Regions from separate parts of the Zea mays genome. Here all the other regions are linked to region 2. The links are chromatin contacts, called in public Hi-C maps. All regions are on one chromosome and are shown on one strand. Each heading gives the region's core, a stretch centred on a gene start, on an enhancer-like site or on the middle of the called end of the contact. The rest is flanking DNA. Distances are from core to core; before and after follow the strand shown.

Region 1 (3,392 bases), core at 754-3,253, 210 kb before region 2:
GTACACATGTTCATTAGTTATTTAGCTATCATTGCAAAAAAAAGCAATACTATGCTAGCTTCTTTTGCTGCATAAATGTGTATTATCCAGAATTAAACTACTGAAGCCGCTTGCTGGTCATCAATAATTCTGCAGTGCTACAATACGATGGGATGGAACATCCATGCTGCTTGTAATACAAGATAAGAAAATAACGAAAAACCACCGAAACGTGTATCAATCGCCACACAAGAACATGGAAATTGCATAATGCGACTTACCCATGTAGTCAGGCTCATCGTTGTGCTGTTGTACATCATGATCACTCATGCAGGGCAAACTGCATTCAAGATTACGGTTATTATTATGTTCTGTCGGCACCTCAAATTTCATAACCATAACAATATAGGACCACTTGTTTTCAGTTGAAAACCAAATGATTTTGCACCTAAGTAACCTAAATAATAGGCTGTTTATTTGTAGTACATGCACACATGGATGCATGGACAGATGTTTGTCTTATGAAACAAAAAAAAAGTTCACCCGAAGTGAATTTCAAGAACTGCAGACTGTTCTCGTATCCACTGCTGCTTCAACAGAGATGACACTCTTGAAAAGCTGGGAGCAGAGCAACCAGTATATAGTTGAGCTTTTCAACTATCACCTCTTCTGTCACACAAGTACACAACACACTTGAAAGTTGAAATAACGATAGGCTAACCATCACCATTTTTAAAACCAACTTCAACTTTGTTTCTATGAAATTTTTAGTTCATGGAGAAAGAGTGAATCAAAAGCAGATACATATCACTCTAGTAACAGCAACATGAAAGCACTCACTTTAGCTTCGATTTGTCCACTAAAGCAATAGCAATGCAGTGCCCAGATAACAGTAGAAAAGCAATGTCGTATGCGGTGATGGACCTGCACTGTGAGAAGCCATAAATTGGGGAGAAAAGTTAGCTTGGAAAACCAATATGTGAAGTACATGTAATGCAGGATTTTCATGCTGCTATCTGTTGTGAGCATACTTGAATGCTAATTCCAGCATCGAGCGCCTTCCCAAATAGCTCATCCACTCGATCGATGTCTTCTTGCAATTGCTCCTATGTAATGACCATTTTTAAAACATTATTGATGTGAACTTCAGAAGCCTCGTGCAGTAGAAGTTTGTCAGAACAAGTACCCTATAAAAGGATTCAGCAGAATATTGTGGATTTGCTCCAAGGGTCACGGTACAGAAAGAAAAGCTGACTGAAAACTTGTTTAACAGATATGCTAAGTCAACCGTCCAAATGCTGCAAACAGAAGTGTTAAAGGGCGTTAGTTTTCCAAACAAACAAAAAATGGAGCCTGCGTTCTTTAAGTATACCTGCATTTGTTTTGGATGAAGCAACTATTGCATTTTTCTGAACTTATGACTACTCTGACCAAATATTCTCTTATGATCATTGAACAACAGTCATTTAGCTCTGTACTACTACTTTCCTTTTTTTTTGTTCCTTCTACTTTCTGGATGTGCCATGCTTAGGGGTTAGGGCCACAAAATCAAGGTGACGATCATTTCTTTAGTTCTGCTGTACAGCTAATTGTACTTAAAATTGTGAAGTTCCAGTCCTAGAGAGAACCTTGTGGTGCGGCAGAGCCTCTCTAGATCGGCAATGCCGTCGCAGCAATCAATCCCTAGCGTCCTGAGCACCATGAGCACGCAAGCGAGGCCGCAGTCCCAGGTGAAGGCCTGCTGCACATGCGGAACCTGCCAGCACGAGAAGTCCATGACAGGAGCCAAATTTTGTCAAGCAAACAGATGCAGATAATGAGGAAAGCGCATGGTACGCAGAAAGTCAGAGACGCACAGTGAGATAATAATAACTGAGCGACAGAGTGAAGGCTCACATCGATGTAGTACGATCGGCGTGCTAGTGAAATCCGCCCGTCGGGGTACGGCGAGCCCGCCGCCCCCTGCGCGCCGTCGTCGCCCGCCATCCTGAAGAGCTTCTCGGAGATGACGCACAGGGGCCACATGACATCGTCAACGGCCTACGCAATAGCTCGAGCGAGCGAGCAGGCTGCAGCTTCCCCTCGGTCGGGCCGGCCGGCCGGGCGAACAAACACGGCCGGCAACGAACCTGGCAGGCCTCCTCCTCGGGTGGAGGCTTTGGGAGTTCGGAGCGGGGAGGAGAGGGAATAAGAGGGCGAGCAAGACGAGAGCAGCGCAGACCAGCAGGGGGCGAGCGCGGTGGACACGCCTGTATTTGGTGCGGAGCCGCTGTGGCGGAGCGGAACGGAACGAACGATTGGGCGCGGCCGCGCTGTATATGGGCGAGGGCCGCGGCAGCGCTAGTGGGGGAGGGAGGCGACCGGTGCGGACGGCGCCTTAAAGCGGACAGAGGGGGTGGCCTTCCAGAAACTGCAGCGTGTGGAGCGTGGTGGTGGCGGTGCTATTTTTTATGCGCCTGCGTCCTGTTGCCGGCAGAGAGGAGGAAGAGGGGTGGGTGCCGACTGCCGAGCGCGGAGGCGAGTTGGAGGGAAGCGGGGGTCGAATCGAGGAGCGCAGCGGGGAGATGGATAGGGATTGGGGGAGGATATGGATGTCCGCGGGGAGTTCGCTTTCGGCACCACCGCTTGGCGACGTGTAGTGTAGGGCAGTAGGGCCGTACCGTACGCGCCCTGGTCTGGTGCCGGACCGGACCGCGTGTGCGCGTACGTGGCTCGGCTCGCCAAGCTTCATGGGTGCGCTGGTTGCTGAACTGGACGACTGGATCCAATCCAAGGCGGGCGCGCCGCGACGGGGCGGGCACTGCATTGACCCAATCGAAGGCCGCCGACGAGTTTGCTGGGTGGACCTGGACGGTGGTGGTGGGCCGGCCGTGCCGGGCTGTGGGTTACTATTTGTCGATCGCGATCATCAATGCGAGCAGGCGACGCCGGCCGGGTTGGTGATACTACTTGACAACGAACGCTCCAACTGAACTGCGTGAGGGTGAAACAGTGCAACTGTGCAAGTGAAAACGGGGGACGACGGCCCCGAGCGTATATCTCTATCGCTTCCTCTCCGTCGCATAGTCCTGCCCTCTTTTTTTTGAGCCTTGGACCTCCAAAAACCAAAATTATGTGGCCAGCTTACGGTCAAGCGCTAGCCGCACGGCCCCGTGGAAATATCTAGTAATTGCAATTTGGCATGTTCGATTTCTTCTGCTCCTAAGACGCGACAAAGGCACAAAGCTAAAACTGTGGACAACGGTTCATTCTATATTTCTTCCTCTATATTCCAGTCACATACTACGTCAGCAATCTCTCTTCCTCTATATCTCTATCCTCTACTGTGGTTCAATCTATATCAATCCTCTATATCGCACTCTAAACATAAAATATCATTTTTCATACCTAAACCCTAAACACAATATTTTTTT
Region 2 (3,343 bases), core at 144-2,643:
TTTGGTTATTTTACACCTTGCTTACCACTTAACTTTTGGGGTAGTATCTGCTACTGCTGGTTTGGGTGTTAAGATACATATGATTCATGGTCATGCTTTATTATTGTTATTTTTATTATTTAATGTTCATGATAAGATTATGGCGTTAACCGAAATATAGAGCTTAACTTGAGATAACCATGCTACCACAAGGGTGAAATGGGACACACTTGGTTTACTAATTAGGAAAGATAGTGTGAGTTAATCCTTTCCCAAAAGGGGCAAACGGGGTGGAGGAGTGCAGGTGTAGGGAGGTCGTCAGGTCGGAGTGTCTTTTTAGCTTTTCGAACGAGGAATTCCTATATCGCCTTCGGCCCGGAATCCATGGCGGGTTCTCTCGTCTAGTGGAACTTTGTAAAGGCCTTATAGTGCTACCCTGCCTCGTCTCCTCGGTAGAGATGAATGAGTTTCGAGACCCTTTGGCAATGGGTAACATAACTTATGGTAAAGACACACAACCTCTGCAGAGTGTAAAACTAGTATATCAGTCGTGCTCGTGGTCAAGAGCAACTCAGGACTCTCGCATGATTAACTTATGGAATTAAACTTAATCTGGCATATGCATCGCATTGTAAGATTTATTATCAATTGTGATCTCTTTATTTTATGGGTATGATATATGCCTATACTTAGTAACTGATAATAAAATTTTGACCAACTTATTAAAAGCAATGCTCGGTCTTACCCATTATTTATTGATTAGCCTTACATTATACATGAGCCCCACCATAAGTAAGCTCATACACATTATTCCCCACACTTGCGGAACAGGGAGGGGGTCTGGAGGCCAATGGCCCTGTTAGACGTGTCTGGGACCATGAGCCCATCTGCTCGGTTCTGAGTATGTGGTCATAGATAATCACTTGGGTATTCGTCCTTGACACAATTCAAAAGGGTACCCACATATAGGAATAGCCCGGGATAACCATATCCTCTAGTGTACTCTCTCACCCGTATAATTCTGATGAGCAATTAGGAATCGTCTAATTCTGATGAATAGTTAGGAATGGTTCCTTCCGATCTGTGACTTTAAACTAAATAAGTTTATCTAAGACCATCTCCAACAGCTTATTTATACTCATATTCATATTCAAACTACATTATATAAACGGTACAACATACAATATAAAACGATGTAAAATAATATTTTTAGTGATTATATAGTATATTGTATAATAGTTCATCTATATAGTCACTAAAAATATCTTTTATACTATTTTGCACGGTAAATTATATTGTTTATAAAGTATAGTGTAAATAAGGGACCTTTGCACTCTCTCCTCTCCTGGCCAGCGTCGTCTATAGTCTATACACGCTCTGACGCGCGCCCGCGGCCTCGCCCTAGCTCGCTTCGCGGCCTCGCGCCCTCCCCTCCGAGTCGCAGGGTCGCACGAGCAGACAATCACCAACACCCTTTCTGTCTTTCGCTTTCACTGCTCACCATTTCGCGTCCTTGCCTCGCCCTCTCGCCGTAGCGAGCAGCTCTTTTTCGTCTCCCTCCCTCATCTGCTACGCACCTTTGCAGAAAGAAAGGCGCCCGGAGGTAGGGGTAGAGGTAGAGCCCGAGAGCCCAACACCTCCACCAGCAGCAAAGCACCACCACCAGAGCCGAGCGCACAAAAGCGCGCGGCCGAGACGCGGGACAAAGCAACGGGCAGCCTGTACTGCCCGCTTCTAGCTGCAGCTACCCTCCAGTCCCAGTTCCAGCCCCGGCCAGGCGCTCGCAAAGTGCGGAGCCGCCCTCTCTTCGAGTCTTCGCTCGTGGTCTCTCTCTCCAGGTCGTGCAGTACGATCCATATCCCGGAGCTCTTGCGCGAGCGACATGTCCTCGGCGGCGGGCGGTGGATACGGGGCTGCGGGCGGCGCCGAGCACCAGCACCTGTTGCTGGGGCAGGCCTCGGGGCAGCTCTACCACGTGCCGCAGCACAGCCGCCGCGAGAAGCTGCGGTTCCCGCCCGACCCGGCCGACTCGCCCCCGCCCACTGCCTGGCCGGCGCCTCCACCCTTCTACTCCTACGCGTCCTCGTCGACGTCGTCCTACTCGCCGCATAGCCCAACGCTGGCGCACACGCAGCTAGTGGCGCACGCGCTACCTGCCGGCGCCGGGGCCCAAATCCCGAGCCAGAACTTTGCGCTCTCGCTCTCTTCGGCGTCCTCGAACCCTCCGCCCGCGCCGCGGAGGCAGCTCGCCGCGGGGGTAGCCGCTGGGCCGTACGGCCCGTTCACGGGCTACGCGGCCGTCCTCGGGCGGTCCAGGTTCCTGGGCCCCGCGCAGAAGCTACTCGAGGAGATCTGCGACGTGGGCGGACGGCCCCCGCACCTGGACCGGCGCTCCGACGACGAGGGTATGCTCGACATGGACGCGGCGGGGGGCGTGGACCACGAGATGGACGGCGGTGACTGCGCTACCGCTGAGGCGGTCGCCGTCTCGGGCGCCGAGCAGCAGTGGAGGAAGACAAGGCTCATCTCCCTCATGGATGACGTGAGTTAATCACTACGATCCGCCTCCCAGCTTCTTGATCCTTCAGCGAAAAGCACGTCTTTTCTGCTCTTGTTTCATGTCGCAATTATTTCTTCTTCGGCGAGAAGAATCTAACGAACACCGCTCATGGTCACGTCACGGAGCCTACATCTCGGTTGAATCTTTATTTACTGTTCTGGCACAGATTATTTCTTGTGCTTGCGATATGATGATAGTACATATGGATTGCGATTCGACCTCTTTCGGATATGTTGGTTCGGTTATTATATGCATCAAATCATTGTATTGCAAACGTTGGGAGGTTTCCATTCCCTTTCATTTTCCCTTGCGAAAACTAGGCAACTTGCTGTGAAGTTCTTGCTGAACAGAATTGCCCAGCAGATCAAAGCATGAAATTGGGACATCGAAATATATCAGGGTTCTCTAGTTTTGTCCCGAAGATTTTTCTTCTTCAAAATTGCTACCCGATAAGATTCCTGGAGTTTTTGTCTTCTTTCGAAAGGATGCCATATGCATCCGCGTAACCTGCAGCAGAAAGATTCTGTTTATCTACTCACTATCTTTTGCTAAAATAATTTCTGTTGTTCACGGTTGTAATTTCTCCATGCGAAGTACAATATTGTTCACGGTTGCATCCTGATTCCTTGAACATACATGCCTTTGGTGCAGTCTTGTCAAGCGGCAGGAAAATAAATTCTTGCTATGTCCTATGCTCAACTTCCTGAGTTTATTGGCTGCACTAAGTAGTTGTTAGTTAAGTTCTACATTTTGGGTGTGTTCTACATTTAGACTCTTTGAGTACACGAACCTTGCAGGTCTGCA
Region 3 (3,371 bases), core at 424-2,923, 250 kb before region 2:
ATGGTAAACATTAGCAGCTATTTCATTTCCGGCACACAGGGTACGCTTAGAACAGAACGAAGGCGAGCGAAGAGTTGGTTACCGTGATCAAGAACAAAGCCGCCTGGGTAACGAGGCTGCGCGCCGAGGTCGTCGAGGTTGAGATTGAGAGCCTGGACGACGCGAGCAGGGACAAGAACCGTCGAACACCCTGCACGAAGCGGAGGGAGAGCACGTAGTGATGAGTTGCATGTTCAAGCAAAGAACAGCAGCGAGGTATCCAGTGGAAGTGAGCACGAAGCGGACAGGGAAGATGATACTCCACCACCGACGCACCTGTCTTTTTCTTCGGCTCTGCCGGGGCGCCAGCCGGCCTGGGAAGAAACACGCCAGTGCCGTTACGCTCGCGCTTGGGGCCGGACGGGGTGAGGAACACGGCACGCATGCCAGAGGCCGGAGCCGCCGGCGCATGGTGGGGGTGGTGGTGGTGCTGCGGCTTCTGAGGCGGGAGGCACGCCGCCGGGTTCAGACCAAGCAGCGCGTCGCCGCGAACGCAGCCGACGGGCTTGGCGCATGCGCCCTGGCGCGCGCTCCACGCCGCGGCAGCGGCAAGCTGGTGGCGCTCCCTCTGTAGCTTGAGCAGTTGCTGTTGCTTCAGGAGATGGAACTGCAAAGCAACGGGGGGAAGCGGACAGAGAAGGAAGCGTCAGGGCAACAGGAACAGAACGAAGGGAACGAAACAACCGGAGAATCTTAGCGAGAGGACACGCACGCACCTGAGCAGCCTGCATCTGGCGCTGCGAGACCAAGCGCGCGAACGGGTCGTAGTAGTGCCCACCGGCAGGGACTTTGGTGGAGGGAGGTGCGATTGGCGGTGGCGAGGGCTTGCGTGGCGGCGGCGCGAACCCGCTCCGGCCGTGGAAACCGTTGGCGGCCGGCACCGGCACGCTGTTGGCGGCGCGCATGCGCGCAACCTGTCCGGCCGCCTCGTAGAGCAGATCCCACGGGTCGGCGGGCCTCTGGTCCAGGGGCGATGACGGCGGCGAGGTGCCCTTGGACGCCCCGCCGCTGGGGCTCTCCTGCCCCGACTTGGGCAGCCCGCACAGCGTCGACTGCGGCGACCCAACCGTCACCTCCGCCTGCCGCACAAGAAACGCACCATCAGAAACTCCGGCACGCACGCACGCGCCACTAACTACATACAACCAGAAAGAAGCAACCGCGCATCACGCAGGCAGGCAGATGAAAAACAACCTTGGCCGCGGGAGCCTTACGCTCTCCCCCGTCGCCGAGGAGGCCCGCGAGGCGGCGCGAGAGCCCCGCCAGGCTGTCCTCCTCGTCGCTCTCGCTCCGGGCCGCCACGGCCGCCTTCTCCTCCTCGGAGAAGAAGTCGTCGTCCAAAAAGTCCTCCGGCAGCCAGAACTCCTCCCCGAGGTCCGCGCACTCCGTGGTCGACATTTCCTCCACTCTCGACACCGTCGAAGAAGCCTGAAAAGCCCACCGCCGACCGGTGGAATGAGCACAGCGCCCGGAACCCTGGCGGACCAGCGGCAGCAGCAGCAACAACAACCACTGCGTGCGGCTCCCTCTCCAAAGCAGAGAGAAAAGCGGCGGGTGGATGGATGGATGGATGGAGTGGGGAGTAGCGGCGTGCTTATCAGCGAAAAGAGGTGGGAGTGGCACGGCGAGAAAGAGATGGGGGCGAGGAAGGCGAACGGAATGTCGACGGGCGACGAGGGGGTATTAAAAACCGGCCGAGGCCGACGCCTGGGACTCTTCTACTCTTATAAAAAAAGAGGACGCCGAGGAGAGAGAAAACAGCAGCCATCCGGAAAATCATTTTCTTTTCGAGCCATTTTGCGCCGGTGCAACTCGAAGGCGTGGGGCCACCGAGACGCGCCGTAGCTCCCGTATCGCCCTCCCAAATGCCTCTCTCCAGTCCAGTCCCCCCGGTGTTCACTGCGCTAGTTTATTGCGCGTATTTTTTTTTCCCCACCGCGACACGCAAGGCCGGACGGCGGGTGGGAGAGTACTGTGCAGAAGTTGGAGGAGAGTACGGATATACGATTGGCGTCCATTATGTGTGTTTTAGGATTCTTTTCCTGTGCAGTAGTACATGTTGCGTCATGCCAATGCCACGCTGCCCACTCCGCCATTCGTCAAATGGTTTGGCGAATTTTCAGTATCTTCTGGTTGCGGTTTCAAATGGTGGTTGAACTAATTTTTAGGAGGGGGGAACGACTCCCGTTTCTGGTCGTGCAACACTGTGTGGCTGGCTCTGTATCCCTTGACATTATTTTTGCCAGAGGGAAAACTACGGATGGCCGTATGAACAAAATACGATGCCAGTTGGTGACGCAGAGAAGGCAGTGTCACCGCGTGTTGTCGAGACTCGAGAGCTAACGTTGGGTGTGTCACACGGTCACGAGAGTTTTGCGTCCAGCCGTGTCCGTTTGCGAGTTTTTCGTGGCTTTGGGTGGCGTTTACGTTTAATTTTTGCACGGCGTTAAAGGCGTGAGCGCTTTAAAGACAGGGAGGGGTACGGAGTGGAACAGGGGCGTGTGACGGGAGGTGATTGAGGTGCTACCGGGTAGTAGTACGGTACAGCTCACGTCGAAAAACCCACCCCTGCCCGTTTCGACTGCAGCCACAAGTCTCTACAGCGAACGGAGGCGGGTTAAACAGGGGCCCACCGGTTAACTGGCGACTGCCTGGCTGCTGAGCCCGACGGCTCGACTGCTGCGCCGACGAAGCGGTGTCGCTGCTCACCGGCCCGAGGAGCGCGCACCGCTTGGTGAGGCGTGCAGCCGGACAAGTAGGCCCGGTTTTTTTAAAAAATTTTCGGTCTCAACTCTCAAGCGCGCCGCGCCTGCGACGGCGCGTCACGGTATCTGATTTTTATTTTTTTTGTCCTGCGTTCAGTAGGCCACACAGCGCGCAGAAATTTGAATTCCAGAGCGCTGTGTACACGCCCGAATTTCTATTTCGGGTTTTTTCTCTATAAATCCGAGCTGTACTATAGGCCAATTTACATGGGCCTGCCAGGCGTGCTGACATGACAAAACAGTTCCTCTGGACTTTTGGAGTAGTGGTACAGTAGTAGGGCCATCATTGTTGCAGTCGCGCATGATATGCGGTAGCCTACTCGAGTCCGAGGTCTACGAACCACAATTATCTCTGACCAAAATGTACCGTAGAGTAGTGTATGAGCGTCTGTCATAGATTTACTAAGCCAAAAAGATCGGTAAATTTTCGGAAGTGAACTGAATAATAATTTAAATAGTAGCTTAATAAAACATTGGTTTAGCAAGTCAGCTTTTCCAAACTGTGAGACGTAATTCACACTCATGTACGTAAAGAGTTCATACATGAGCTATAACAACTCTTGTATC
Region 4 (3,295 bases), core at 529-3,028, 160 kb before region 2:
ACCTGCTCTAAGCTGCTAAGATAAACTTTCTACTACTAATTAAGTTAAAGCTTGCACTTCATAAAAAAAGTTGATAGTTTTATGTTACAGCCGTCGTTGTCAACCTCCACTACCATGCAGTCCGTCTGGGATTCAACTAGCAAGTAAGTCTTCTACAGGCTACTGCGATTTTTTTTTTCAGAATGGAGCCGGGATAGTGACAGAACATAAAAGAAAGATATGTTTTGAGCTTCCTAAGATTGGAATAGGACACCTAAGCTGGATAGATGATCAAGGGCAGTATCCCTGGGGACAGAAAAAAATTCTAGGACTTAGCTTCTACATCATATCCTGCATGTCTCACAATTGGGTTACTTGTATGAAGACTATCAAACTATCATTTGTTATCAAAAAAACCCCGAACAACTTCTGAAGTCGAAGTATATAGTCTAGGCTGGTTAAGATGTAAGTATGGGTTGAAATGCTGGTGTTAACAAACTAAACACAACTGTATGATGTTGTTGACATTGACAAGGACATAACTCAAAATGGAATGCACTACTAATGGAAAGCACAAATTGGAAACTATGATGTGTCCTATATATGGTATACCTTGTTCACAAAAAAAGGAGAGTTCCCAGCAGATTGTTCAGTAATAAAGTGAACCTGAAAGTGCAGTCTAGCAAGTGAGTACATATGCATCCCATGTATACTCAGGATAATACACAACTTAATGCAATGATACCTTGCCACCAATCACCTCTAGTAGCAGAGCCATCCGACTTGTCCTCCTTGTACTGGATTTAAAATTCAAAAGAAACATTAGACTTCAGTGCTCCAAATGGTATATTGGTATGTATTACTTATATATAAAAAAGGTTCTACGTACTTTTGTCTGGGGTTCATTGGCTGGCTGCTTCTGTAACGTGCTGCTGTAGAATTCCCGACCACCGTAATGCACGGACGAACCGAAGTAAGGGGATTCTGACGAGTCATTTGGATAAGCATGTTTTCCATCCTTGTAAGTAGGGCGGCCGTGTGATTTGCCATCTGACCATGAATTTAAACTTTCATACTTACATCAAATGCTCCAGATTAATGCTAAGCTAAGATGGTAAAAAAAGGTTCTAAGTATCGCTTTGCTTGTGAACACAACCTAAATCGAAGAGAAATATATCAAATAGACAGGAGTACCCAGAACTACCTGTAATGCCACTGCCATTCTGCCCTCTGGAGCTCTGCTTGTTCAGCATCGTGTACAGGTCGGCCTGCTTTGCGTCATTTGCGCTCCCCTTGAATGCAAAACAGAAGCCACAGTGTCAGCGTCATATCCAAATAGATTTTACAGAATCATATAGCTCCCTCTGTTATCAAAATTATCCCTCATCATCAGACTTAAATTGAGAAAAAAAACGTTGAGCTCACTCCGCAAATCGTAACATAGTAACGGACTCATCAGCAAATCGCACCAATTCACTAACCACGAAAAAGATCCCTAAGACCCCAAGAATCCATCAGAACGATGGTGTGAAGAGACGGCCCCGTACCGCAGGCGACGCGGAGAAGACGGTGCTGAAGTACCCGTTAGCCGGCGGCGGCGCCGCGGCTCCGGCAGCGGCGGGACCCGACTTCTTCGCCTCCATATGTAGGGTCGTTTTCGGCGTTAGCGGCTTCGCGAGATGGGCTTAGACTCTAGAGAGGATGGAGCCGTGAACACTTGAGGCGGAGAAGAGGTAAGTCACGTGAAGTGGTCGTTGTAGGCGGCGGCGGCGCGGAAGGAAGCAGTTGGTTGTTCGCCTCGTGGCGTCCTGCTCCGGCCAACATCTGTGCCGGCATTTAAAGGCCTCGACGGAGCCCGGTATCGCTATTTCCTAGATCTTAAGGGGGCTGGATGGAGAAAATTGTGTTTCGCTTTCATCCTCCTGCAGACTTGGCAGAGTGCAATAGTGCATAGCTAGGGGATGTACACGCTTTTGAGGGGGTTTTAAGAGTTTATAAGTGAAAAAAAAGATGGACTCTCTTTATATGACTCTTTATACATAATGTTTTTAATTGTATTTATGATTTAGTGGATCAGAATTATATCATATAGTCTCTTAGCTGTCTTTTGTAGTTGAAAAACCGAACCACCGTTTTAGAATTGTACATACTCTTAAGCGGTTGATAATACTCGCGAAATTTCAAGGACGACTCTGAATTCAAGCCTTGGCCTCCATTAGAAAGAAGTCATTTTAGCGACATTTAGGAAGTATTTAGTTCAACAGACAAAAGTTTAGATTGTGTTAAATCAAATATTTGGATATCAAGTATAAGTATTACATATAGTCTTAGTTAGGATTAATATATTTATTTCGTCTTTTAGTCTTTATTTATGTAATTATTTTTATAATTAGACTATATGTAAGACTCAACTATCATCGATGTAATAGGACTAAACTTTATTTGAGTGGAACCAAACATCGTGGCTGCCATCAATAGTTTAGTTGGTTATCTTGTTAGTGTATTCAGGAGAGAAGCCATTTTACGATCTATATTTATGTCAAATAGTACTGGTATTGGGTTGGTGGATGGTGGTACTTCTCTATCATAGAGACATGTATGAAAATAGATACCCCTTGCTAGCTTTTATTTAACCTTTTTTGTCATCTTATCTAAAATGGTTGCTCTCTATGTCTTCCCTGTTGGATACACTAGCTATCTTGCTTTTAGCTGCCCCTTTAGCTGGCATGTCGTTATAGTACCTATGTGTCATTTGTTTCCCAAACTAGTTTCATTTTTTAGACTCACTCATGTTGTTATAGGAATTAATAAAAAAACATAGAAATAAATTATTGGTAACACAAGTTCGAATATCATAACTATAGATAATTTTTTTACTGTACTTAAGTATGGGCCCCTCGACTCGATCGCCCTGGTCTAGCTCGCCAAAAAAACCTAACCCAAACAATATGATGGGCGGGAATAGACCATACGTTTTGGCCCGCAACAATCCATGGCATAGATACAATCCATGATTTTTTATCCAAAACACGACCTAACCGAAAACACGACCCAAAGCAAAAAAAAAACGACTCGACGACGCGTTCCACAGGAAGGCACAGACCAACCTGACCCAACCCGACACTATATACGAATTAATTGTGGACTGTGCCAAACAATCTATAACCTGGCCTTGATACAACTCTACCTGATGTTCAGTCTACTTTTGACAAATGTCATCCCCGCCAAATTACAACTCAAAGGTGAAAACCTTATGGAAAAGATAATCTAAACCCGAACTACTGCATTTGTTCCAAATTGATTCTGTAGTAAGTTA

Evidence for each region. Hi-C and Micro-C count contacts between places; a contact is called where the count stands out from the background.
Region 1: a contact with region 2 is called in a Hi-C map of tassel, with 4 times the contacts expected there. The contact joins the promoter of LOC732757 here to the promoter of LOC100272551 in region 2. A contact is called at or near these places in 2 of 25 Hi-C or Micro-C datasets (ear and tassel).
Region 3: a contact with region 2 is called in a Hi-C map of ear, with 2.6 times the contacts expected there. The contact joins the promoter of LOC103630429 here to the promoter of LOC100272551 in region 2. A contact is called at or near these places in 2 of 25 Hi-C or Micro-C datasets (ear and tassel).
Region 4: a Hi-C map of bundle sheath shows a contact between it and region 2, with 3 times the contacts expected there. The contact joins the promoter of LOC100193383 here to the promoter of LOC100272551 in region 2. A contact is called at or near these places in 5 of 25 Hi-C or Micro-C datasets (bundle sheath, ear, leaf and 1 more).

Annotation. Positions count from the first base shown.
Region 1 is chr6:161,993,271-161,996,662 of Zm-B73-REFERENCE-NAM-5.0, forward strand. LOC732757 (guanylyl cyclase-like protein) reads right to left here and starts at 2,004. Exons shown (of 9, transcript NM_001112383.1): 1 at 1,876-2,004; 2 at 1,608-1,735; 3 at 1,166-1,277; 4 at 1,011-1,085; 5 at 820-908; 6 at 261-319. The coding sequence starts at 2,004.
Region 2 is chr6:162,208,715-162,212,057 of Zm-B73-REFERENCE-NAM-5.0, forward strand. It overlaps LOC100272551 (BLH14), which reads left to right and starts at 1,394. Exons shown (of 4, transcript NM_001399131.1): 1 at 1,394-2,521; 2 at 3,337-3,343. The coding sequence starts at 1,862.
Region 3 is chr6:161,961,691-161,965,061 of Zm-B73-REFERENCE-NAM-5.0, forward strand. LOC103630429 reads right to left here and starts at 1,674. Exons shown (of 5, transcript NM_001301514.1): 1 at 1,234-1,674; 2 at 756-1,118; 3 at 316-646; 4 at 83-190. The coding sequence starts at 1,437.
Region 4 is chr6:162,051,036-162,054,330 of Zm-B73-REFERENCE-NAM-5.0, forward strand. It overlaps LOC100193383, which reads right to left and starts at 1,779. Exons shown (of 6, transcript NM_001138512.1): 1 at 1,527-1,779; 2 at 1,184-1,271; 3 at 869-1,029; 4 at 725-776; 5 at 592-645. The coding sequence starts at 1,622. The coding sequence ends at 629.